2 separate regions of the Xenopus tropicalis genome follow, and region 1 is linked to region 2. A link is a contact called in public Hi-C data. All regions are on one chromosome and are shown on one strand. Each heading gives the region's core, a stretch centred on a gene start, on an enhancer-like site or on the middle of the called end of the contact. The rest is flanking DNA. Distances are from core to core; before and after follow the strand shown.

The links. Hi-C and Micro-C count contacts between places; a contact is called where the count stands out from the background.
Region 1: a Hi-C map of brain shows a contact between it and region 2, with 3 times the contacts expected there. The contact joins the promoter of ndufa10 here to the enhancer-like site in region 2. A contact is called at or near these places in 2 of 5 Hi-C or Micro-C datasets (brain and neurula embryo).

What each region holds. Positions count from the first base shown.
Region 1 is chr9:60,906,232-60,912,817 of UCB_Xtro_10.0, forward strand. It overlaps ndufa10 (NADH:ubiquinone oxidoreductase subunit A10), which reads right to left and starts at 4,865. Exons shown (of 10, transcript NM_001083348.1): 1 at 4,792-4,865; 2 at 1,460-1,628; 3 at 179-394. The coding sequence starts at 4,854. It overlaps LOC116407521 (a long non-coding RNA gene), which reads left to right and starts at 4,964. Exons shown (of 3, transcript XR_004220384.1): 1 at 4,964-5,214.
Region 2 is chr9:60,696,684-60,703,190 of UCB_Xtro_10.0, forward strand. traf3ip1 (TRAF3 interacting protein 1) reads right to left here. Exons shown (of 15, transcript NM_001171521.1): 5 at 5,131-5,577; 6 at 4,739-4,816; 7 at 3,640-3,721; 8 at 406-426. Among named protein-coding and RNA genes, the nearest start is that of traf3ip1, 11 kb to the right of the region's middle. Within about 2 kb of position 2,063, at least 1 of the 11 cell types and tissues checked has an H3K27ac peak or open chromatin away from gene starts, as enhancers often do.

The sequences.
Region 1 (6,586 bases), core at 3,615-6,114, 210 kb after region 2:
TCTACATGCCACCCCGTCTAACCCTGTTGAATCGAGCGCTGATCAACACAGTCAGTTCTCTATTTCAGGGAGGAGCCACAGGTCTCCTTGATCCAAAATAGAGTGCAGAGACTGGCAGCAATACAGTAGCAAAGGAACCCCATATCCCTATGAATATATAATGCAGTTATTGCAATACCTGTACTCAGAAGGTGTTCCAATGCATCAGAATACTGCATGAGGCGCACACTATACATCCAGTACTGCAAACGATATGAGTTTCCATCAGGACATTTTGGGTCATTGTAAAATTTGTCCAGGCTGCAATTTCCACTAAACTTTGATGGCAGGATACTTCCATCCCCAGTTGTCTTGTCTAAGTAATGTTCATCTGCTTCAGGGAAATATCGCATACCTGGGGAAAACAGCAAAGCATCCAGAACAGCTCAGTTACAGCCCATTCATCTTATTTTGTCATGGCAATGAGTTACTTAAAGTCTAAAAATGTTTTTAACTTTATCATGTAACTCCAGGTAAGAGATCCCTTATCCGGAAACTCGTTATCCAGAGAGTTCCGAATTACGGAAAGGGTATCTCCCATAGACTCCATTATAAGAAAATAATTCTAATTTTTGAAAATTATTTCCTTTTTCTCTGTAATAATAAAACAGTTCCTTTTATTTGATCCCAACTAAGATATAATTAATCCTTATTGAAGGCAAAACAATCCTACTGGGTTTAAATGATGTTTAAATGACTTTTTAGTAGAAATAAGGCATGGAGATCCAAATTTCGGAAAAAACCCTTATCCGGAAAGCCCCGGATCCAAAGCATTCTGGATAACAGGTGCTATACCTGTACAACAAAAGAAAAGTCAAAGAGCTTGGGACAGTCCAAAATAATCAGGGAAAATTTAATTAATTAATTATACCAGAATATGATTTCAGAGCCTAAGGGGGTTGGTTGCTGGGTAAATTATCTCAGATATTTAAGCCATTGGCACAGGCGGACTTTGCATGTGACCATTTTCTGGTCCAAATGCACCGGTTACTATTACATTGAATTTAATGACAGGCCAAAAAGCCATGACTGATCACTACTCTGCCAGTGACAAATGCTAGGGGAGCATATGGCCCATATGCCTTATAATGTTCCTCTTTTTGAGACTCCTACTTTTTCGTAACTTCTTTCCAGCCTTTTCTTTGCCCACCTTCCCAAACATGACCCTAACCCACTCCTTCCCCTCAGACAAACATATGAATTTGAAAAAGGCGTTCTTCCAGATAAAAAGCAAAGGAATACTCACATATCTGAGAAATATTGTCATGTAATGTAAGTTCTGTGATTTTACATGATAATGTACCTATATGTGCATTTTTTTCATTTCAACTCAGCAGAGGAAGAAATATGAAAATGACACATAAAATCAGAATTGCAGGACAGTAAATCTTATGCAAAAGAATTTTCCCTTTAATCTCACCAAGTCTGTCTGCTAGTTTCTTCGCTAGTTGCCCCTTGCCAGATGCCAAGTTTCCATCCACTGTAATAATCTTGCTGTTTGCTCCAAACCGTTTGGTGGTTCTTTCACCCAATACATACGCCCAGTAGCCATAAAGCAGATTGTGCCTGGAGCTGATATGGATCTGGGCCTGTTTTCAGTTAAAAAAAAATATCAATGTGAGAATTAAAAACTCTTTAAAACCTTCCATGAATGGTACATATAAAAGGTAATACATAAAAGATCAAAACACACTCTAATCTGCTATTACTGCCCATGTGCTGTGATTTTTTAGGCAAAAAACAAAATATCTATCACTGCTCTGTATAATCCCATCTCTACATTCCTAATGTCTGGATTGGTTTCCTTTTTTATAATACTTCTTTTTGACATTTCTGCATTAACAAACATCTGCAGAACAGAGACCTACACTGAGATAAGCATTTATTCCCTGTCAGTATGTAGGCATACCATGTTATCCTCTGCATTAATGATTTAAAAAATGTGTAGTTACCCCCTTAAGGGTGCCCAGAGCAATGACTAAAAGGACCCCTGCCTAAATAATAGTGAGATTTGAGGACACTGCCTATTTGCTATCCTAGATGCCCCCTGAAAACACAGCTTGAAGATCAATTATGGTAAGATCTGGGGTGAACCCACTAATACAGTGGGTCACTGAATCTTCACAGTTCAGAAAAAAATGGAATTACAAACTGTATTTGGAAGATGTGTTGTGGATACAGACAGAGTTACAGAGATACATGCCAATCTGATAAATCATCCCTACTTAAAATAGAAAGAAAGGTAAAAACTAAGCAAGCTTTATCAGAAAGGTCTATGTAAATACAGCCGTAAGCACTAACAGCACAGAGTTCTCTGTCAAAAGTTTTGTTGTGTCTGTTTTCCTGTGCCAGAGACACACAGCTCTCTCCTGCTCCCCCCTCCCTCAAGAATGCTAAGAAATCCTTTCCCCCCTTAGGAATGTGGATCTGAGCCAATCGGCAGGAAGCTGACTCATAGTCTTACAAACTGAGCATGTACACCGGTCTTGCTCTTGGTGTAGGAGCAAGGCATTATGGGAACTTTCTTTACACAGCTCAGCGGTTTTTCTTCCTGTTTGGCTTCTGATTATCTGAACAGGAGAAATATGGGGAAACTTAAGAGCACTATTGAGACAACTGAAGGTATGCCTGCAGCTTGAGATTAACTCTTTACTATCCTTTCCTTCTCCTTTAAGTAGAACAAAATTACATGCCACTTGTGTCAATTTAAGCACCTCTTATGGACTAAAATTGCTGACCCTCTACCCCAGTCTGGCACTCATCTTAAAAAAAAAAACAAAACCCCACACATACAAGCCCAAGGCTTTTTTCTTGCAGAGCACCACACCTCTATGTTTGTCCCTTAAACCAAAATAAGCTGGGTGAGTGAAATCTGATAAAACACTGTACAGTTTATGTACCTGTCTAGGGCAGCATAAGCGATTCCTGAGAAAAGTGTAAGCCCCAGGCTGGGGCATTTTTTTAGTCGCTAGGAAAGGCCCAACATATTGGTTCTCTCTAGGGCTAGGCTGTCATTTGTACGCCATATAAACAATAAATTGGAAGACATTTCTTTCAATTTATTTCTGACGAGATGTTTAGAGGCAAAATACCTGATTTTCCCAATCAGCAACAAATGAGTCAAGTAATCAAGTACACTAATAGATGTTTAGTGTTAGGGCTGTGACAGACGGGGAGATTAGTCACCGGTTCTAGGGTCAATGGCCCTGCCAGTCTTCACTGTCCCAAACAGCCCACATGCACAAAATTCTAGATTTTCACTCAAGTGCACATGCGCCCTATTCAGGACAAGATCACTGGCAGACATAATTATATAAACACAAAAATAAATAATGTGTATAAAGTAACACTGTTAAAAAAAAAAACCCAAAAAACTTTCTCCTGGGCCAGCTGCCCTAGTAAGATTCAAAAGACCACCTCAATATGAATTCTACTGGATCTGTACAATCTTGCTTTATGTTCTTTGTTCCTGCTGGAGGTGCCACAATACAGGTATAAGATCTGTTATGCAAAAACTCATTATCCAGAACCTCCCCCCATTTGAAAATTGGAAAAAGTCAGAAGAAGAAAGCAAATCATTTAAATTCTATAAGAAATAAATAATGAAGACCAATTGAAAAGTTGACCAATTTATCTGCTTCAGAATACCTAAGCACAAACTGCAGAACTGGGCAGGGGATTGGCAGCTGCTATATTTGGCTGCTCATCCTGCTAGGGGCTCCACAGCAGTGATCACCATGCTGGGGCGTGCACACTAAAGGGGCTATGTAATAAAAGGCACTAACCAATAGAAAGTTTGCTTATAAACAGGTGACCAGTAAATTCCACATGCTGATTGGTTGCTATTAGTTACTCTTTCTGGGCAAACTTTGTTACATAACCCCTAAAAGTCTAAAACATGCTTTTCTGTGCTCTTCCTGCACCAGATTACCTCCAGAATTGTGTGAGGAGCCCCTCAAGGGCAAAAAGCATAAACAAGAATGCACTGCCTATATTATAGCCACAGTAGCAATTGAGTTATTAGAGTTCATACAAGTTCATGCTGTAAGTATCTTATGAATTAATTTGTGTTATCTGGCCGCTACTACATAAAATGAATACATAACTTTTATTTACAAATAATTACAATTAAACCACATGATTTATAAAAGCAATTAAAACCAACTGCATATCAGGTAATATGGGCAGTAAGAAAAGAGGGGGGTCAGGTATTGCTAAGAGTCTCCCACACTCATTACTTTATCCTCCTTCCCATACAGTTATAAGACACAGCCCATGAGTGCTACCAGTGAGAGCAGGGCTGCTAATGGGAGGGTAATGGGAGGGTAATGGTGCTACACGTATCTGTCGCGGCTATTCTGAAGCAGTGACACCTTTGGGAGTCTGGTGATGCTGATAGGGAGTCTGACAAGTGCAGAGGTTCTTTTGTAAGAAAAAAAAAAAAAAAAAAGAAAAGTAAGTTTACATCTCCTTTTAGCTGTAATGAGTCTGTGAAACACTGAGACCTTGAAATATTACACAGCTGCTGGAACTATTGAACCTACACAGATTGGGTTTATTTCTTCACGTACGTTCCATTCAGCCAATTATTAGTGTGCGTACATATCATCTTACCATTGTGCATGCATGCTAACCCAGATACGGTGTAACACCATTAACATAGCATTACCAGCCCTGCACTAACTATGGATAGAAACCGGCCATAAAAGCAAATCCTTCCCGCTCCCAGCAGGCGCAGCCAGCCTTGCTTACCCGGCTTCCGGAGCATATTTTCCCTGTCAGCCTAAGGCCTCGGGACGCTGTACTTGAAAACATGTCCCCGTCCTTCCAGTGACGGTCGCCGCTAGGGGCGCTGCTAGCGCCACTTCCTGATAGTCCGCAGGTGATGTCACCAATACGTAACGTCAAGAGGACGTCTCCAACACGTTACGTTCGGCGCCTTATTCAAGTGGCTTCATAAATTAGTCACACGGAAGTGCGGCCTCAGTGGCTGCTCGGGGAGAGCCTGGAGAAGGTGCGGTGTTGCAGTCTTGGCTTGCCCTGAGTAGCATTATTTTTCTTTTTTTTGCTGACAGGATTAAATGGAGGAGATTATTCAGTTCTTGTGTGAATACTGGGTCACTTCCTGTTCAGTGGTGGCTTCAGATCTATTAAACACTCGCTGGTCTCTGTAAGGTGTGTGCCTTTTATATTAGGGGGCTAATGGAGCCTGCTTATACGTGGAGTATTTTTATTTTTTGCGGTAAGGGTGCTGATGAGCTGATTTGTATGTGTTGCCTGCGCACAATCTGACGTCACCTAGCGCAGGCAGCCATGTGACCAATGACCGCACAGGAATAGCTGTCAGTGCGGAGTCTGGAGATGTGAGGGAAGTACGAGTAGCGGCTGCTGACTGCACTGGTACAAAAAATGTTGTTGTTTGCTTATAAAGTTGATTTAATACACTGGTTTAGTAAATTGCTTTCAACAACTTTATGATACAGTTCATTTTTTGAGGCTAGGTTCAGACTGGGATTCAAAAAGGCCCTGGCATTGTATATAAAGTAAATGCTACCAATGGAAGCAATATAAATGCTGTGGTCATTGCATTTCTACATTTTTAATACTAAATATATAAAATAAGCAATAGAATTGTTTACATTTGAAACAATTGATTGCTTATGTATTACCTTCTCACCCCAGTTTAAATAAACTATTAACCCAATTGGGTTTAATCTTAACACCCTATTCAGTTCTCTTTCCACCAGTTAAGCCAGTGATCCCCAACCAGTGGCTCAGGAGCAACATGTTGCTCACCAACCCCTTGGATGTTGCTCCCAATGGCTTCAAAGCAGGAGCTTATTTTTAAAATTCTGGTTAGGAGGCAAGTTTTGGTTCATAAAAACCCAGTGTGAGTGCCAAACAGAACCTTCTGTAGGCTGCCAGTCAACATAGGGGCTATTAAGTAGCCAATTATAGCTCTTCTTGGCACCCCCTGGAACCTTCTTCATTCTTGTGTTGCTCCCCAACACTTTTTCCATTCAAATGTGGCTCACGGGTATAAAAGGTTGGGGATCCCTGAGTTAAGCCATTGTGCCATTTACACCAAGCTCGATTATCTATTCTATTTCTTTACCTTTTAGCCATCTCTGCTGTTCCTTTCCAGATCAGTCATCACTTCCATATCCAGAGTTGGAGTTGTATAATGTGCTAAAATCATATAGATGTCTTAGTGTCCTAATGAGAAAGTGCTAATGAAAACCTGTCCTGCAGAGATTATCTTGTATTCTCACAGACTCTTTATTTATGGTCACCTACCACCTGTGCTTTCTTAAGCTGGCCATACACGCACCGATACTATCGTATGAAACCTCGTTTCGTACGATATTCGGTGCGTGTATGGCATGTCGGCGAGTCGACCGATATCGCAGGAAGCTGCTGATATTGGTCGACTCGCCGATCGGCCAGGTTAGAAAATTTTGATTGGGTGCCATAGAAGGCGCCTGACCAAAATCTGCCGTCAGGGCTGAATCAGCAGAAGGAGGTAGAAATCCTATTGTTTCTACCT
Region 2 (6,507 bases), core at 813-3,312:
TTACACATTTCAGGTGCTAACCCTTAACAACAAGCATTAGTATACGAGTAGGGCCTTGGCCTTGTGCGTTTTCTGTTTGTTTGTTTTTTTAGCTGAGCAAATAAAGATTAACTTTTAATGGAGGATTGTGCTGCTGTTCATTATTCATATGTGACATTTTGTGGGAGTGTGGGAACGCCAAGGAACTTGCAGCACCTCCTCTAACAAGCTGCAGTAGTGAGTTTGAATGGCTAATTGTTATTTTTTTTTTCATGTTAACAGCCTGCTAGTGCAAGGTGATTGGTGCAAAGACACAGCAACCCCATGTGCCTTTGCCTTAAATATTAAAAAAAAAAAATAAACAGGCACCTTAACTCATGATTAACATAAATATATTAAACTTCTCAGAATCATCAAGGATCTTACCGTCTTCGCTGTCTGACTCTCCTACAAAAACAAAAGGATAAAGGCTAGTTAGTATAGCACGCTGTAAAAAGATTGAGCAAGAATATATAATCTCTAGCATAGAGGCAGAGAGTGACTACATGTATAAGTACAACAAACACCAAAAAATGAAAGTGTATAAAAGTAACTAAAATATAATGTGCTGCTGCCCTGCACTGGTAAAAGTTGTGTGTTTACTTCAGAAAGTCTACTATAATTTATATAAATAAGCTGCTATGTAGCCATGGAGACAGCCATTCAAAGGAGAAAAGGCACAGGCACATAGCAGATAACAGATAAAAGACTATTGTATTCTACAGAACTTATCTGTTATCTGCTATGTAACCTGTGCCTTTTCTCCTTTTTTCCAGCTTGAATGGCTGCCCCCGTGGCTACACAGCAGCTTATTATATAAATTATAGTAGTGTTACTGTAGCAAACACACCAGTTTTACCAGTGCAGGGCAACAGTGCATTATATTTTTATTACTTTAAAGCTCTTTCATTTTTTAGTGTTACTGTTCCTTTAAAGTGCTTAAAAATACATTTCCAAAAATTAAATCACAGACAAAAGTCAAACTTAGACACACATACATTTACCTTGATTATTCTGATGCTTTTTATAAAACCCTGGTATGGGGAAAAGACTGTGTGTGTGTCAATACAAAATATTATTTGCTAGTATACTGACTACACAAAGGGTGTGCTTGGCAGGGGACTAATTAAAGCTAACTATACAAATATGCCAAACAGGTCACATCGTAATTATGAACTGGCTGCTTGCAGCTTTGCTATCTCTCTCTGTTTGGGCAGAATAAAACGGAGACCACCTTAGCAGGTCACCTTTATTACCACTTTGGTTATTTGTTTATTTACACATCAATTTTTTCCAGTATTAACTCTCCAAAAGTGGTAATAAGTTTGAAGGGTTGACCCTCAGCCTGAAACATAATAATACCAGTAGAATTCAGCATTGCCTGATTTGTTACCATTTCAGTGCAGCTGCTGTCCATGTTGTGTAACTGCACTCTCCTACCCTAGCTTACATTTGCAGTCTCTTTGTTTTCTCTGCTTAATGCTGTGCTGTCCTTTCCTGGCTGGGAGCGGATACACAAAACCAACAATCACCCTTAAACCCGGACATAGGTTTTTGTTTTATTTTTTCCAATTTTTTTTAAACCTGCACTATTAAATCCAGCAGAGGCCAACAAAAGGATTGTCAGCTTGTAACAATAGATGAAAAAAATAACCCATTCTCATTAAAACATGGGGGGATACTGCTTCCCGACCTCCCATCCCATTTTCCTCCTTCTTTCTCAATTCCCCATTTACCCTTCTTTGGTTACAGAAAAACAAAAAACCTATTGCTAGGTGACTGTGCTTTCCTTGGGTGATTAATTTTCAAAGCCCCCCTACAGCACTCCTTGCTATACCCCCTGATGGCAACCCCAATTATTTCTAAGTATCTGTCCTTTACAAGGCCAACTTGTTCTTTACAAAGCCAGCAATACTTTGCCACCATGCTAGGAATTTGGGTCACCAAAGCATATTCAGTTCCCTTTTGTGGCCCAACTTATAGACAAGGCTCTTGTTATCTTACAATAATGCAACAGATATTTAAAAATGAACCTGTAAAATGCCTGCAGCTTAGGCCCTCCCCATCAGTAGCACTGGGCCCCCACTGGTGGGAGGGGGGCAGAAATACATGCCCGACCCTCAATTCTCAAATTTTCATAAGCTGACTAAGCATTGTAGCAGTGTGTGTATATTAAGGTGTTTGTCTCCAGGTGAAGCAGAATGTTCAGTGTCAACAAGAGAAGTAAATAAAAGGCAAGTGATGATTTAGAGCAGGAAGTTTCAGTTAACCCACTGAATCCCACAAGTAAATTTCACATTGTATCCCATTAGAAAAAGCAAGTCACTGTGTATTATCAAAACAGTTTGCTGTATGTATTCCAAAAAGAATGTTGTCATGTTTAAACAAAAAAGAATTCACCAACCCCCACCCACAAAAGAAATCAACTGCTGGGTATTCATATAAAATTACAAGTTCTCTAGTGGGAACATCTTATTGGTTGCTATGAGTTACTGCTTCTGGATAAATTTAGTGCTTTTTTTTATTACATATGGTGGTAGGTATTGAAACACTGTTGTTGGTATTTGCTTCAATTTAGTCACAAAAGCATTCGTGCACAACTACTGCTGGGAAATGAGGCCTGGCTCACAGTTCAGTTCATGCCACAGGCATTCAGCAGGTTTAAGGGTCAAGAGCTTTGTATTGGAGAGTCAAGTTCTTCCACTCCTGTGTCAGCAAACCAATTATGTATATCTTGCTTAGTAAATAGAGCATTATTGTGCTTAAATAGGAAAACGCCTTCCCCCAAAACTGTTGCCACAAAGTAGGAAGCACAGATTTGTCAAGAATATCATTGTATGTTGTACCATGATGGTTTTCTCTAACTGAAGCCAGAGACCCTAGCCCTAACCATGGAAAATAGCATCAGGCAATTATTCTTCCTCCATCAAACATAACATCAATCAGCATTATGCATTTCACATGTAGTGTTCTCCAGTCATCCCCCAATTACAGACTTGTTTTTCAGACTGCTAGATGGCAAGACACAGTTTATAAGTGCAGAAAACATGTTTTTTTCTGACTACATGACAAAGTCAGTTTATTACAAAGTGGCCCACTAACATGCAGTATAGTGGATAATCATCACACTAAACTATAAAAAAAAGTTGCACAACACAGATCTACATAAACCTACAGATGGAAATAAGCCTTTTTATTATTTTTACTTTCTGCACAGGTGGGTGTGTAAAAAAAATTAGGCTTAAATTATGGTCCAGATCATTTCTATAGTGCCAGATGTTCACAGACCTCAAAACTGTAAAATGCAGCCCCAAGTCACCAAAGTGCATCTTATAAAAGCAGATAAACCAAATACTCCTTCACACCTTCCTATAACAGTTTCCATTTACACAAAACCTGAAACCAACCCTCCTGTGTTGCTGTGTACCGGTAATATCTAATGCATTTAAATTTAAAAACATTGCATGAGCATGTGGAACATAATCCTTCTCCTGGCGTCAAGAAATTTGTTTGCAGCGTGTTTCAAGTGACTGTGTGAGAGCAATGATTCAGCCTGAATTAAAATGAACTAAAGTTATTTTTTTTTTATAATAGTTGACAAAATGTCCTGTATATTCTCACCTTCCACATCAATCTTTGCTGGGCGTCTCTCCCGTAATTTTGAAGCAGAAGGTCTTTCTGTCTTAACAGCATTTAAGAGTCTCTGAAATTTTGAAGCAAATAACATGTAATTAACAACAGGCCCATTACTATTGCGGAGTCCCAATACATTTTAATTTTTTAGGTAGAGACTTATGAAATCCAAAAGTGACCCTAACCCATCCCTGGACATTGCATATATGTATATTTTTTTTTTGTCCCTGAAGAAGAGTACCGTTTGTACTGGAAATGTTGGAGTTTTTTCAATAAACTTTTTTCTTTTGCACCAAGTCCCTATACAGTATATAAGGAAACAATGAGGAGAAGGGAACAGTAGATATGGTGCAGATAGGAGATTTACAAGTGTGCACTGGAGTGGGGAGCATTCTCCATGTAATATGAGACAAAACTTTGACCTGGTCTTAAGCCATAAACTGGGCAATCCACTAGTGTATCTGACCAATCAGCCTGAAAGTTGAATGAACAGAGACTGTTTAAGTGGCCATAAAAGTGTGTGGCCACCTTTCTGTTGTTCTGTTTGTTCAGGCCAACAGCTCAATATTAGGAACTGCAGGATGGAGTGGATGTAAGGATGGAGTAATGGAGCTGCGACTCCCTTTCCTTATCTGCCAACATCCCCTTACAGACATTGTGTCAGATTCGTAGAAAAGGTCACCTGACCCGGTGTACATGCCCAAATGGTTAGACACACTGCCATATCAAATCTGGGCATGTGTCTTAACTATTTCCACGCTAACCCCTCTATGAAAGGTCTTACAGAAGAAAGGGATTAAAAAAAGAGAGAAACAATAAATATTAGGAACTTCTTTGCAACTAGAATGGATTTAGGAAAGAAGGATATCACTGGCCGTTGATGAGGAAAAGAAAAGTCTTCTTGTCACTAATTCCAAACTTATTTTTATGCATGCACAAAGGAAAACAGTTTATCCTTTTACACATGGACATAGTTTTAAGGCAGCCTGTCATGGTGTCTCACTATGTAACCTAAACTCATTCACACTACACTGCACTAGACTACAAGAGAAAGATGTCAAAAGTAACACAGGTATTCAGATGTTACCTCTTTATCTGCTGAAGATTTGTTTTCTTTCACAGGGTCCTCTAATGCCCTCTTTGGTGAATTATCTGGTCCTTTAGACTAGTGAAAGAATACAGGTTAGACTTCTAGTGCTGGCCAGTGTGTGGTCACATTAAACAGTATAATGAACCAAAAATAAAGCACACAAACTGAAACATATACATTGAAGCTCTGTTTTACCTACATGTCTTATACAGAAACTTAAAAGTTATAACATCAGCAGCACTATGTAAATGACCCATATAGTGATGCATCATGTGCTCCTGGCACACAAGAAACCGTTGTGGCATCGTTAATTGCTAATACTTTTGGTGAGGCTGAATAACAATGCAAGTTAAGCAGCGAGTGTTCACAATGCCGCAGTTTCTACTTACCTTTCGCACTGTTCTTTCCTGCTGCCTGATCTTTTCTTCTTCTCTTTCTCTTTGTGCTTCATCCTCTCTTGCTCGCTCTTTTCTTTTATCCCTTTCTGGTTCCCTCTCTTTACTGCGCTCTTTTTCATGGTCTTTGTCCCTTCCTTTTTCTCTGATTCTGTCTTTCTCCTTTCCCCGGCTCCCATCGCTTTTTCGGTCTCTAGCTTTCTCCTTGATTTTGTCTCTCTCCGGTTCCAACTTGGAATCTCTTGCTTTGTTAATTTCTTTATCAATTTTCTCTCCTTCTCTCAAGCCGTTTCTCTCTTCCTCTCCCACTCGATCTTTCTCGCTCTCTTTCTTCCGCCCTCTCTCCTTCTCCACATTTTTCCTTTCCTCTTCTTTCACATGATGTTTCTCTCTCCTTTCCCTACTGCCACTACCATCCCTAATTTCCGATTCCTTTTTGTCCTAAAACAAATTTGAAAAAAGCATTAACAGCAGTTAAACTACAAGAGAGCCTCAATTACTGGTGGTAATGCCACATTTCCCTTGCATGAATGCATGAAGTTGTGCATAATTCATCAGGACAGGCTTGATGGGCTCACTAGCGGTGGCCCTTGTTTCTGATATTCTCAGACTCGCTTTCATCAGGTATGGTACCTAGGGATTGGAAGAAGGCGAATGTCATTCCTATATTTAAAAAGGGAGTAAGATCTCAGCCTGGCAATTATAGGCCTGTAAGTTTGACATCCGTGGTGGGCAAGTTATTTGAAGGCTTGTTAAGGGATCACATTCAAAATTATGTAGTGGAGAATGCCATTATGAGCAGTAATCAGCATGGCTTTATGAAGAACAGGTCATGTCAGACCAATTTAATTGCTTTTTATGATGAGGTAAGTAAGAAGCTGGACAGTGGGGATGCAGTAGATATAATCTATTTGGATTTTGCCAAAGCATTTGATACCGTTCCCCACAAACGACTGCTTTCTAAGCTAAGGTATATTGGTCTTAGTGAAGTCGTTTGCACATGGATAGAAAACTGGCTACAGGATCGGGTACAGAGGGTGGTTGTTAATGGTACATTCTCTACTTGGAGTAAGGTTCTCAGTGGGGTCCCTCGGGGTTCTGTACTGGGTCCACTTTTGTTTAACTTGTTCATAAATGACTTAGGGGAGGGTATTATAAGCAATATATCAGTGTTTGCAGATGACACAAAACTCTGCAGACCAGTCAATTCTATCCAGGATGTGACATCCCTGCAGCAGGATCTTGACCAACTGGCAATCTGGGCAGCTAAGTGGCAGATGAGATTTAATGTGGATAAATGTAAGGTCATGCACCTGGGATGTAAAAATATGCAAGCCCCATATACCCTTAATGGGACTGCACTAGGCAAAT